Linked DNA regions of Rattus norvegicus: region 1 is linked to region 2. Evidence: chromatin contacts called from public Hi-C data. All regions are on one chromosome and are shown on one strand. Each heading gives the region's core, a stretch centred on a gene start, on an enhancer-like site or on the middle of the called end of the contact. The rest is flanking DNA. Distances are from core to core; before and after follow the strand shown.

The links. A called contact is a pair of places that touch in the nucleus more often than the background predicts.
Region 1: a Hi-C map of Schwann cells shows a contact between it and region 2, with 4 times the contacts expected there. The contact joins the enhancer-like site here to the promoter of Arhgap22 in region 2. A contact is called at or near these places in 10 of 12 Hi-C or Micro-C datasets (the A7r5 cell line, the Rat2 cell line, Schwann cells and 6 more) and 1 of 1 datasets of contacts at active chromatin or transcription factors (oligodendrocytes).

The regions. Positions count from the first base shown.
Region 1 is chr16:8,630,033-8,637,498 of GRCr8, reverse strand. It overlaps Arhgap22 (Rho GTPase activating protein 22), which reads right to left. Exons shown (of 6, transcript NM_001107297.1): 4 at 5,391-5,512; 5 at 2,437-3,322; 6 at 1-252. The coding sequence ends at 24. Among named protein-coding and RNA genes, the nearest start is that of Arhgap22, 46 kb to the right of the region's middle. Within about 2 kb of position 4,873, at least 4 of the 93 cell types and tissues checked have an H3K27ac peak or open chromatin away from gene starts, as enhancers often do. A contact at or near this core is called in Schwann cells, where this site is marked.
Region 2 is chr16:8,583,551-8,589,947 of GRCr8, reverse strand. It overlaps Arhgap22 (Rho GTPase activating protein 22), which reads right to left and starts at 1,924. Exons shown (of 6, transcript NM_001107297.1): 1 at 1,760-1,924. The coding sequence starts at 1,811.

The DNA.
Region 1 (7,466 bases), core at 3,624-6,123, 45 kb before region 2:
GTGGACATGCGCTTCCGCTCCTTTCACTCTGGGGCTCTGGCCCCTTTGGTCCCAGCAGTCAAGCTTCCCAGGGTGGCGAAGAACTCCTCCATCTCCCTCTGCAGCAACTGGTTCCTGCGCTCTGCGTCCTCACGTGCTCGCTCGGAGTTCCGAAGCTTGATCTCCAGCATGGCATACTTCTTCTTCTCCTGGTCCAGCTCCTCTTCCAACCGACACATCTGCTTCCGCAGGTCAGAATTGCCCTCCTCGATGCTTAAAAACCAAGAAGAGGGCTTTTCAGACTCTGGCTCCTGGGGTACTGTCAGAGCAGGAATGGACCTGGGTCTTACCCAGGCAGGGAGGTGGCGAGGGGGCTGCAGGAAGGGATCTCCCAGCCTTGCCCCACTGCTACAAGCCAGTGGTGGGGGGCTCCCTACAGGGAGGCTTCCTTGGGTTTGTGACCCAGAAAGGCCACTGTAAGGATTCCTGCCCAGCACTGGGACGAGCAGTATCCCTGAGCCCTTGCTAGATGTCACCTTTTGTCATTCCACTCCTGTCAACTGTCCTCATGAGGGAATCACCTTTCACAAGCGAGAGGGGCAGGTGATGGAATGGAGGCCATGCATCCACATCTCCTGCTGCTTTCTATGCAGTACTCTGGCAAGAACATAAACCCACTGGAAATACCTGCCTGACCTTTATGTCCTCCTCGGGGTCACTTCCCACGATTGCTCTGCAAGTCCAGTAATATCAAGCCTTCACATCAGTCTGAGCACCATCGCATTGATAAGAGATGACACTGGGACCAGCATTCTCTGAAGTGTGGGGGTGACTCCCCTTCACTCCCCAGAGCACCGCAGTCACCACAATGGGACAGTGTGCGTGCAGCAAAGCACCAGCAAACAGTGGTATCTGTGGACTGGGTGTCAACCCTGCTCCCAGACACTGAGCACAGTGCTTGGAGAAAGGTGACCTCCCTTCTCCACAGCGTTGGGCATGCCACGAGAAGGAACCTCATGGAGGATGGCACCGAGGTCTCACTCGCTTCTCCTTGGTTGAGCCTCCCCTCTCTGTCTATACTACGTTAGAGTGACTCAGTCTTGTCTCTTGATGCTAAGCTTCTAGTAAGCTCCTAGCCTGATTGTGAGCATCTCCAAGTGAATGGTGCAGCATGGGGCTCCTGACAGCTTCCTCAAGCCATGCCCTGTCCAGCCTAGTTCTCTCCGATGAGCACCTGCCGATAGCTCCTCCCCTACAGCACTGCGACCTTTATGCCAGAGGAGCTCTTCTCAGCTCATTAGAAAACCCACCCAATCCACCTTCAGAACTTGTGCCAAACTGTCCCACCTCACCTGTTGCCCCTGTGGCCCATTGCACCCCACAGGCCTGGACTCCTAGTGCCTCCTAATTGGTTCCTATGGACCCTCCAGTGAGTTTTCCAACCAGAGAACCAAAGTCCTTGAGACTTCAACTCCTCCACACTCACTGTTCCCTGAAGACCAAGCAGTACCCAGGCCAGAAGCCCTTGCCCTGCTCAAGGCTGGCAGAGCTCTGAGACATGCTCCCCTACCCCCCACCCCCAGGCACTCCTATCCTCTCCTGAGGAGGCCCCCTTCCCTCCCCAGGGCTCCTATCCTGTATCTTCTTCCTAGCATGGCACACATTTCTGATGAAGCCTGTGTATGGTCTCATCCTGGTACCCCCAAATACAAGTCAGGCACAGGATTCTGGTGAGTTTGGGACACGGCTCTGTCCCCAGCATCTAGCACAGCATCTATCTGTTTTTCACAAACAAAAGATCCCCTTAGGGAGATCCTGGAAGGGCAGGGACTGGATTACAGGGGACAGAATGGGTGAGCGCCATGCGTGCCAATAGAGCCCATTCCCAGAAGCCTGCTGGATGGGACACAGTACCATGGTCCCCTTCCTTCCTGTGCTGGAGACCATCCGCATACACTCTCCTTCCAAGCCTCCCCTGTCAGTTGAGAGTGGTTCAAAGGCCTACACTGTGCTCCTCTGTTCTTCCCAAGGAGGGCTGTGTAGGTAAGGAATGGTGTAACTAGGCTTACTATAGGCACCCGGATAGGCTGGTTTGCACACTGGACATCCCCCCTGGATAGCCCACTCTTTGCCACTCTCTGATACAGTCATTCAAGGTTCTGTCCCCACTCACTGCATCCCAGAGAGCCACCTGGCTCCTGACTCCTGTTCTACACACAAGCTGACATCCACCCTTGTGGAAGCCTACCAGTTGATGGGTCCACCCAAGCCTGCCAGTTGATGGGTCCACCCACTCCAGACCCCAGAAAAGGTAGTGTTATTTTCCAAGGAAGGTAGCCTAGGGGCGGACTGCTCTGAGCTCTGCCCCTTACAGCTTTCTAAGCCCCGCCCCTTGCAGCTCTCTAAGCCCTGCCCCCTGAAGCTTTCCACGCAGCCAGCCTAAGCTTGATCCTTTACCTTTTCAGGCTCCTCTGGTACTCAATCCTCTGGTGACACAGCTCCGCCCTGAGCTCGGCCACCTGGCCCTGGAGAGCCCGGCAGCGGCGAACATGGGCCTGTGAGGGACTGCCCGGGTCATTGGGCTCACTGCTGCCACTGCCCACACATGCCTCATCCAAGCTGTGGCCCAGGTCCGGGGACGGGTGGCCCTCACTGCTGCTGGGGAGAGGAGAGGGCTCGAGTGCCCACTCAGTGTGTAAGGAGCTGCAGGCAGAAGAGTTGCTGGCCCGGCAGGCAGTGCAGCTGCCGATGGAGGCCTCTCGGGAGGATGAGGCTACAGACCATGCCGTGCTGGCCACGCTGGCAGTGCTAGAAAGGTGGCTGGATGGTGGCACGTTATCATAGGTGGAGAGTCTCTGTGCTGAGCCTGTATCCTTAAGCCGGTCCCCTGATGAGGCCCGACGGTGGCTGCGAAGAGACGATAGCCCGTTTATGAGCCAGTTCCCACCAGAGGAGATGATGGGTACCTCTAAGGATGAGCTGACCCCCTTTGGGCTCTCTGACCGGGACCCCTGCTGCCGAAAAGAAGACTTCCAGCCAGGCAAAGTATGCATCCTCTTCCCAGGGCTGGTGGCCGCAGGGCCGGCTTGGCTGCCAAGGCGTGGCGGAGAAGTTCTAGAGAGCACTGCTGCAGCTGGCCCATCCAGAGAGGAAGTCCTGTGTGTGGGCAAGCCAGAGCTCCCAGGCTCGCCCTGGTGGTCTCTGGTGACCTCTTCAGAGCCCCACTCTACTGTGCCCTGGACAGTACCACGTGGTGAAGCAGGTTCTTCAAAGGAGGGCGTGGCAAAGAGCTGTCCGTGTTTTCGGATGAGGACAGTCATCAGATGCTGAACCAAAGATGTGCCTGGGGTACAGAAGGAAGGGAGAGGTTGGCTGCCAGTGCCACGGCCCACGCCTCCAACACACTCAGGGCTGACTCCAGCTCACGCACAGCAGGAACACCAGCTGGGTTCTGCAGGGCACCTTCGCCTGTGTCTGAATGAGAGCCATCATACCAGACAGTATCACGCACAGACAGGACTATGCCCACAAAGCCCCTGAGTGTGGAGGAAGCCTAGCTCACCACAGATAGGAGGAGGTAGGTCACACACACACACACACACACACACACACACACACACACACACACTCGCATACATCCTTTTTAAAAATTACTTCTTTGGTGGCTCAGCAGTTAAAAATACTTCTTAAGTATTTTTAAGTATTCTTAGTTCTTGCAGAGGATCTGGGTTCAATTCCCAGTACCCAAATAGGGGCTTACAACCATCCACACCTCAAGTTCCAAGGGACACATGCCTTCTTCTGACCTCAGCAGACACCAGACATGCTCATGGTACACAGACATACATGCCAACACAGCACTGATACACATTTTAAAAATGAAAAATTTTAAAAGATTTTATTTATTGCATGTATATAAGTGCTTATCTGCATGTGCACCTGCAGGCCAGGAGAGGGCATCAGATCCCATTATAGATGGTTGTGAGCCACCATGTGGTTGCTGGGAATTGAACTCAGGACCTCTGGAAGAGCAGGTAGTGCTCTAACCACTGAGCCATCTCTCCAGCCCCGAAATAAACTGTTTAAAAAGCATTTATATGAGTATTTTACTGGCATGTATTTATGTGTACCACATGTGTGTCTAGTGCCTGTGGAGGTTAGAAGAGAATGTCAGATTCCCCTGGAACCAGAGCTACAAATCGTGAGCTGCCATGTGGGTGCTAAGAACAAAGCCTGAGCCATCTGAGAGAGCAGCAAACGCCACCAAGGCTCTAGCCCTGTAAATGTGTGTGACTATATGTGTCACATAAATACACGTGTTCAGTGTTGCCCACCCATCCCTCCCTCCACCAACCAATCTAGGAGCTCGGTCGGTATGGGGCCCAGCAGTAAGGACAGGGTGATGGGAAGTCTACAGTGTCCATTCTGCAGACTTGTTCTCCCAGCTGCCTGCAACCAAATACCAGAGTATGGAGGTTCACCATGGGTGAGGAAGACCGTGGTGTAGGGGACTCCCCACAGTGTGCAGTGATCCAGGAAGAAATACAGAAGGTATATAGATGATAGATAGATAGATAGATAGATAGATAGATAGATAGATAGATAGATAGATAATCTCAGTCAGGAAACTGGGCCCTCCCAGAATGGGCTATGAGGCTGCTGCCAGTGTCCAATTTGGGGCCCATGTCCTGGGTCCTAAACCAGGGCCTCCTGAGTGTCCCCACCACTAGATGTGAACATCCTGTGTGGGCAGCATGGTTCTTGCACTGGCTCTGTTGGGGACAGTCTTCCCAAAGGCTTGTGCATTCTTGTTTTCACTCCAGCCTCTCCATGTGGGTCCTGTGCAAGTTTGGCTGGCAGGCCCCTGGTGACTCATCTCACCTCGCTTGGCCTCCATTCCGTCATCCGGGACTTAAGGGCAATTACCACACTGAGGCTGGGTGTGAGGGTGGCACAGGAGGCTGCTTTGACCCTTTCTCACCTCCTTCCCTTTCTGAGACCTTGTCTCATGTGGTCCAGGCTGCCCTCAAATTCCTGGACTTGAGTAGTTCTCCGGCCTTAGCCTCACCATGTTGCTTTTCAAAAACAACATCACATTACTACTTATCGCAAAAGAGAAGTTTACGGGCCTGTCTGTCATCCAGGGACCTGAGACAATCACGTGCCTGTGACAGTAAAACAAAACAATCCACGTGGGCTCCAGGACAGGGATCCCGGCTTCCCAGCTGCCCTGTCACCTCTAACCACTGGCTATCCCAATGTTTTCCACAGATCAGCTGCTAGCGGCCCCAAAAGGAGGGCTGGAGGGGAGGAAGTCTTGTCCCCGAAAATAGAGACAGACATCTAAGCTATTGATCTCCTGGCCTGCTCTGGAGCCCAAAGCCCCCCAAGCCAAGCCACCTCCTCTTTACCTTCCATGATGGTGACTGGATCCTCCACCTGTGGCCGGAGGATGTTAGGGCCAAAGACAGTTGCCAAGTTCTGGACGCTCATCTTGTTGACGTCTGAGTGGGCCTGCACTTCATCCAGAAACCTGCAAAAGAGAGAAGAAGCAATTGGTGAAAACAGCGAGTTCTAAACTCTAGTCTGCTGTGAGCTCTAAAGCCTGCCTGGCCACACCCACCAAGCCACACCCTCTTCATCTACTCAATTGGACACCACCTCGCCACCCACCACACTAACACTCCTAGCCACACCTCTCAGACATACCCACCCACCACACCATCCGCATGATGCCCACTCCAGCCAGCCACCCACATACTCTGTCCTTCCGTCGGACCACACCCCCACTTAGATCGTCACAGCTATGAACAGGCAAACCCCAGAAATATCCACACAAAGCCCACCCCATCTTTACCCATTCCTTACCCACTACGCTATTATGCTACCTCCAATACCCGGTCATTTCCTGCACCCACCCAGCCTACAGCTTCATATATGCATTACCTCTAGCCACACCCTTTACCCCCAGCCCCCACCACGTGGCCCAACCTTTGTGCCCTCACACCCCATTCCACCCCCACACTCAGCCAGACCTCCCGGACTTCCCATGGTTGCTGGATATGGTGAGGTGTCTATACCTGATCAAGACAGAACATCCCCTGAGGTCTAAGACTATCATGAGGAATAAAGGCCAAGGGACACGGTTTGGTTATCCCTGGTGCAGAAGACAAAGGCCCCAAGAGCTGAGCTCCCACCTGACACTGGGTGAATGTCATCTCTGCAGACTCCTATCAGCACCCAGAATGAGGGTACACAAGGGTATGTACCTCATGAAACGTATATCTCATTAAGGGGTATATGCCTTCGGGGAAGGAAAGTGAGAGGTACCCAGGAGGGCAGAGGAATCATTCACTGACTACCTCCTACAGCTCTGTGTTTTATCCACACTCCTTGCCATCCCAACACTTGGTGAGGCAGTGCTGAGAGGGTGAATGGCCCTTCTGTACAGCTTTGTCTCTCCCGGGGTGGAGGGAGTGAACTCAGAGCCAGGAGCAGCCCCACCCCAAACGGGCCGCTTACCTGCAGATGTATCTGAGCAGGTTGTAGTTGGCCTGAGGAAGGTTGCTCACTTGTTTCGCCAACTCCACGGTCCCCTTGTGAAGAAAGGAAAAAGAAAACATTTCAGACACCAGCAGTAAGGCCTCCTCTGAAGGGATGACCGTGACACAGGAGAAGGGACGTGTGGCCCGTCCCGGATGACCTCCTCCCATGTCTCCAAAGTGTGACTGTGACCTCTGGAGGAGACTGATTTTCTTCCTGGGAGCTGGGGTGAGGGGTGAGCCTCTGCAAGGACACGGAGGAATGTCTCAGCCCACTTATCAGGGCGCAAATATTTGCCAGATAACTCTCATCCCCCCACCACACACACACACACACACACACACACACACACACACACACACACACACACGGTCACAAAGGAGGCTGTCTTTTCTGCTGTGGCAGCTCAAAGCTGCAGATGGCTAGGAGGGCAGCGTGAAGGGCATGGGACTGAGACCCGTCCTGGGAACTATCTTAACTTCAGGTAACAGGGCTCCTTGGTCACCGAAACCTCGGAAGCCTGAGTCTGTAGGAGACGATGGGAGAACAGAAGCACCCACTGCGAGAAGGCCAGAACTGGGTGGGCAGCCTGGGTTCCACCCCCACTTCTACTTCCGTGAGAAACTTCCAAGGAAAACAAGAGCGCTACGCAGAGTGCACAGCACTTAGGGGGTCCCCTCTCCCCAACACAGCGATTGATAAGTCCTGACTCCACATGCCCTCTGCCCGGCAGCCTACCCCCAGGATGTGTCCCGTCCCGAGAGGCACTGACCTCCCCCTCGTCCTTGGTGAGCAGCTGGGCGCAGCTGAGGAAGTCCTCATACCTGGCGAAAGGGATGACCGGCTCCGGGAGCTCCCGAAGGTAGAGCTTCAGCAAGGAGGCCACTGTGTGCACGTCTGTGGTGCTGGGATGAGGAGGGAGACATGAGTGTGAGCATGGGCCC
Region 2 (6,397 bases), core at 675-3,174:
AGAAGAGGAAGAGGAGGAGGAAGAGGAGGAGGAGGAGGAGGAAGAGGAGGAGGAGGAAGAGGAGGAGGAGGAGGAGGAAGAGGAGGAGGAGGAGGAAGAGGAGGAGGAGGAAGAGGAAGAGGAGGAAAAGTAAAACCCTTTCTTGAGTCACAGACTCTCTCTCTAGCTGCATGGGTTTCCTGCTGGGCACTGCCTAGCTGCCCATCCTGTAAATGTAACCAGCCCCATTTATTTCCATGGGCTGGAGAACCTTTGTGAAAGCATCCCTCACTGGGTCCCTGCTTCCAGATCCTGCTCTTCTGTGGTGGAGGCCAGTAGAGTAACACTACCAGGCCAGGCTGCTCCTCACTGGGATGGACATAGCCAAGGACGGGGGTGGGAGTGGGGTCTACAGTTTTAGATGAGCCTTACAAGCAGGAGATGCCCCAGGGTTCCTTCTAGGTGCTCAGTGAACATGTGACTTGCCCTAAGCCAAGTCTTTGCAGAGCTACCCTTTCCCCTGAGAGAGACTCACACAAGCCTTGTTTACTGAGAAGGGGTCAGAAAAGACCAAAGAGATCTACCTAGGCCCCGCCCCCACAAAAAATCCTTGCCTTTGGACTCTGACCTGCCCGCAGAAAGCAAGTTGCAAGCCCCTCCCCTGGAATCCCATTGTTACCCTGGCTAAGTTGGCTCTCTGCCCGGGCCCCCAAGCATGAAGCCCCACAAGCAACATTCTTTCATTTTTCTTTTTAAAATCTAATGCTAAGGAGAACCGTGGCAGTGGTACAGCCGCACCAGCACAACCTAAATGGTTTCCATTTGGTTCTGGCTGTAGGTCTGGGTGCCAGGTCCGGTCTAAACTCCTGCGGTCAGGTCTGTTTTGTCACGTTGTGAGCAACCCCAAACCCTTCCTGTATTTCTGTGGAATAAGAATCACCCGAGCAAGAGTCCTTCACACTGTTTGACAGGTCCATACTTTTCCCTTATCCGAGTCTAGAATGGGCTTTGCAGATGAGCAGGACTTAATGCTTATTCTGAGAGCGACAGACAAGCCTGCCTTCCCTCCTTCATGAACTCAGAGGGTCCCTTAGGGCACTCCTGAAACTTTCAGATCTCAGGTCCTTAGGCGATTACAACAGGCAGGGCGGGTGTTAGGGTCGAGCACGTTTGGGAAGTGAAATAAAGGGATGTGCCCCTTGACTCCTTTTGGCGTGGCAAGGGTTAAGTCAGACGGCTCCGGCCACAGACTAGGGAGGCTGGACCTCGGGCAGCCGACGCTGTCCCGAGCAAGCGTTCAGCTTTGGGCCCTCTCCAAGCCGGCTACATTCCAGAAGTAGCTCCGCTCGCAGGTTCCGCTGCGACTTTGGAAAACTCTGAGTCAGGCCCCCTTAGTCCAAGTCTGTGACAGAGGCGGATGAGGAGAATGAATGGCCCGCCCCCCTCCGGGCGGTAAAGCCGCACAGGCGTCCCAGGCGCTGGCCGGGTTGGCCGCGTTGGGAACCCGTCGGCCACTGCCATGATCCTCGGTCCAGAGAGGCGGTGGACTTGATGACCTGCAGTCCGTGCCCACCGACCGCCCCGGATCCCCACGCCGCACTGGTCCGCGGGTACCCTTGGCTCTCTCCCCGCATCCGGGAGTTAGGGGAGGCCCCGGCGAGAGTTAGAGCCCGGGAACGGCGGCAAAACAGGGCAGGTGCGGGCAGCAGCAGAATGTGGGGACCCGGGCGGGGGTTGTGCCTGCGGCTGCAGCGCGGCGCACGTGCGCGCCCGGAGTTACCTTTGGGCGCTCGCAGGTGTCCTCTCCAGTCCTTGCAGCAGCACAGCCCCATGGCACCGCCTCTCCCCGGCCGCTCGCCTCCGCTCCCCGCCCCCGTCGACACCCCCGGAGCGGCCTGGCTGGCCCGCACTAGCCCCCTGGGCTCGTGGGGCGAACCGGGACTCCGTTCTCTCCCTGGTCCTCGCGAACGCGCAGATCACGCCGCGCGCCGCTTTTATGCTCGTCTCGGACGGCGCCCTGCCCACGGCCCGTTACTCTCCTCCGGCGCCGAGCCATGCGCACCCAGCGGCCGCCAGGGGGCGCTGCGTTAATCGCTCCACTCTCCCTAGTCAGCTTCAGAGCCCACCAAGGGCGGCGCGACCACCGAAGCCCGGTCGCTGGGCGCAAGCGGGTGAAGTGTCCTTGCACGACAAGGATGGCTCCTCCCCCTCCACCATCCTTTGAACAGTCACCACAGCCTTCTGCAAGACTGAAAGGGGGGTGTAGTCTACAGCCACCTGGCTCTTTCTCAGTCCACCTGAACTATGTGTTCAGTCGCCAAAAAACAGAAAAGTTTGCACTGGGTAGATCGCTTATCCTAGTGGGACTGTTTCTCTCTCTGAAAGATCACTCGGCTCAATGTAAATGTTGCGTACACACACACATACACACACACACACACACACACACACACACACGGAGAGAGAGAGAGAGAGAGAGAGAGAGAGAGAGAGAGGATATAAATATATTTTTTTCTCTATTCAGAAAGCTAATACCCCGGGACCCAGCAACTCCATTCCCTAGCATGTGCCCCACAAGAATTCTTGTCCACATGGCTAGGGAAACTATGTATAGGGGCCATTCATTGCAGCCTTGCTGGCAACTGCTTAACACTGGAGCCAGCAAAATGTTTCTCAGTAAAGGGATTCTCTAATACAAGGAGATAAAGTGAAGCATGATCGTTGGTGTGAATCTACTGAGATGGATTCGATAGTGCTCACGAGACACAGGCCACCAGACTCTATTCTAGGCACTTGGGAGGTGGAAAACCAGCGTTGCTTCTTTTTGGAATGGGTGTGTGTGTGTGTGTGTGTGTGTGTGTGTGTGTGTGTGTGTGTGTGTGTGTGTGTGTAAGAAGCAAAGTGGGTGTTATGAGGCTAGAGGCTAGTTTTCTTTATGGTGCCAAGGTAACTGTGTAACATTCAGGTGAGACAAATCATATTCTCTCAGTATTTGTTTGCACAGGTTCATTAAGTTTTCTGCTTACTTTTGTGTGATGCCGAGGAAGACAGAACCCAGGACTCAGAAGCCCAGCCCCCACCCCCCTGCCAAGAGTGCTCTGTTGGTGTTGTTTCTTCCAGTCACTACTAGCATCTGCCTCTGCCTGGCTCTGACGCAAGGCTGTGGCCTTAGGCTGGACTGGGACCTCTCCTTTCATCTCCCAGCACAGAGGTGTTTAGATAGAGTATGTGACACAGTGTGCTAGGAGACCAAAGCTGTCCACTGTGAGCAGAAGAGCTAAGCAGACAAGGAGGATTGCTGACTGGGGCAAGCCAGGGAAAGGTTTTCCCAAGTCTTCATTCAAAAGGGAGATTAACGACAGCAGGCAGATCTCTGTCTCCCTCTCTTTGACTCCCTAGAAAGACTGGGGTGGGGCTTTGGGAGAGTCTCAGGGTGTCTGCTGCAGATCCAGAATGTTTTCACTCCTTGGGACTTGGAGCTTACAAAGAGAGCACCAGGGGAAAGCCAGCCAGCCCTGACTTCTGGTTGCTGCCAAGTCACTGATACGGTGTTAGCACCAGGCAAGATCACTTCGTCACAGACAGCTTAATGAGGCCCCAGGAATTCCAGGCTGGAGCTCCCAGCATTCAGGGAGAGGATCCGAGGGGGAGCAAGCCCCTGGGGGAGTTGTTCAACGGCCAAGTACTACATTTGGGAAGCAAGATTTAAAAGAAAACATCATCGTAGTAGCCATTGGAGGTCGCTTGTTTATCTTTCTAAGAGGAAGTGGGAAAGCCGCATCGTTGGAATGAGCCTGTTACGGACAGTCAATGTTCTCATTGCACCATTCAAATGTATTTTGGGATACTGGACTTTTCAAAACGATTTTTAATACCAGCTCCTAGGCAGTTGGGCAGACAAATGGGAAGCCAGTAGCTCTATCGTTTCTCTGGTTTCAAACCCCTTAATTCTTGGGTATATATTGTGTTTTTTTTTTAAATAGTTTTTCTGTTGTAAGATATCCTCAAGTGAAAAGGAAAATAGCATTCACTAGATACTTCCTACCCTGTGCCATGCCATTCAGAGAGGTTAATATCTGTTAACTATAAAAAATAACCCCACTAGGCACCTGCTATAATATTCCACTTACAGAAGAAAAGAAAAAAGGAATTGGAATTTGAGAAGGGGAAGAGACTTGCAGACTTGCTTCAAGTCAGGGAATTGAGGATGGGCTGACCAGCCAGGCAGGTGGATGAATGGATGTGCGAATAGGTTGGTAGAGGAAGATTAATGATGGATTGGCGGGTTAGTGATCAGATAGATGTGTGGCTAGGTGGGCGGGTAGGTGAGTGGATGAATGGGTGGATGGTCAGATGCATGTGTGGAGAGGTGGGTGGGTCAAGGGGTGGATTAATAGATGGATAGGCGGATGGATGTGTAGATAGGTGAGTGAATGGATAGATGATGGAGTAGATGAGTGAGTAGATGGCTGAATGGAAAAATAGTTGAATAGAAGGTTGGATGGATAGAGACTGATTGGTTAGATGAATACGTGCATAGGTAAATGGATGGATTAGCAAGTAGATGGATGGCTATGGGGATGAATGGAAGTGAACAGATGAATATATGCTGGTCAATGGGTAGTTAAAAATATGGATGAATGGATGGATGATTGGGTGGGTGGATGGGTGGATGGTATTTCCTAAGTTTGGTCCAGGGTCTTAGGCTACAACAGGAAAAAAAATTACACACTAAGCACAGAATTTGGTTAAAAATATAGTTTCCTGAACATAGCTCTGCACCCCAAATAATGTGATTCCAAACTTTCTGGAAATGAGCCAGTATCAGGACCATTTAATTTGTTAAGGCTCCAGGCTCAATCCACTCTGGAGTGGGAATGAAGGTAGCCCCTATACACACCACAGGGCACAGGCGCCTTAGCTACGATGGCGAATTACAGGAGGAAGGCAAGATGACAGCTGGGAGTGTACTATAAGTAGGAGTTGCCCCATCTGCCCAGAGCACCTCCTACAGTCCTGTTTTTTCTGGAATCCAGAGGGCAATCGTGAGCTTGCACAGCTGCTTTTAAGATGGCTGAAGCTGCCAGGTTTTCAATCCTGAGCCCTGGTGAGAGATATAGATCAGGCCATTCAGGGAGTTCCTTAGGAGCTTCCAGGCTTGCTGGTTATAGTTATCTGCAGGAGTTCAGTTGGTCCCTCCCACAATACCCAAGTAATGATGCCATCTCGGGGTAGATTCAACCCTGGGCAGCTTGAGAAATGGCAGAAGTGGAGAATGCCATCTTTACTGCAGGTACTGCTTGGGGGGGGGGGGAGGGGCACACTATGATTGCTCCTCCCTCCTTACTTTTTTTCCTTTCTTCATGTACCAACAGTGGGCCAATACAGCCAAACCCTGATAAATACAGCCCATGAGTCGAGCTCCCGCAGTACCAGGACTAAGGGCTATAAGAGATCTTATTCTGCCAATAGCAGACAAAGACAATGTGGTGGTTTGCATATGCTTGACCCAGGGAGTGGCAATAGTGGAGGTGTGGCCTTGTTGGAGTGGGTGTGGCCTTGTTGGAGTGGCTGTGGCCTTGTTGGAGGAAGTGTGTCACTGTGGGAACGGCCTTTAAGACCCTTGTCTTCTCATGTTTGCCTTCAGAACAAGATGTGTAACTCACAGCCCCTCCTTCACCATTCCTGTCTAGATACTGTCATTTTTTCCGCCTTGATGATAATGGACTGAACCTGTAAGTCAGCCCCAATTAAATGTTGGCTTTTATAAGAGTTGCCTTGGTCATGGTGTCTCTTCACAGAAGAAACCCTAAAAAAGACAGAGTGTTCTACAGAAGAAGAGATTAGCCCCCTGGAATGGGCAGAGGGTTCTTCTACCTGAAGAAACTTAGCCTGCCTTGGGGTGGGGAACCCCAAGGTGTGACTGTGATGAAACCTGTGTCTCCCACTGCTTAGCCTGGTGCTATAGTCAAGTCAGGATTGCAAGGGGAGATTAGGGCAGGGAGAAATGAGAAAGCAACAGTACAAAGCAGGTGAGAGGTGCAGGGGCTCAGATACAGCAGGTCAGAGAACGTAGCATCAAAGAAGAACAATGTGCTGACTGGGTGGTCCCTGGGTCTCACGCCTAACTCTTTGAATTTGGGCTGCCCACACCCTGCTTAAAGAAGAGTGGTCAGTTCTGGGAAACCATCCCCTGTGAGCAAAGTAACCAGGCTGAAACCATCACAATGCAGGAAGGCCAGCCTTGCTTTGGACAGACCACATGGAGAACTGGGTCAGAACAACTCACATGCATGAGAGGGAGGCCACTTGGATGTGCGTCTCCCAGTGATACCAGAGCGATCAAGAAGGGATGTCCTGTCGAGCATGTTCATTCTGCAGAACAGTGAGGCAGCAGAGACACACCAAGCTTCATGGT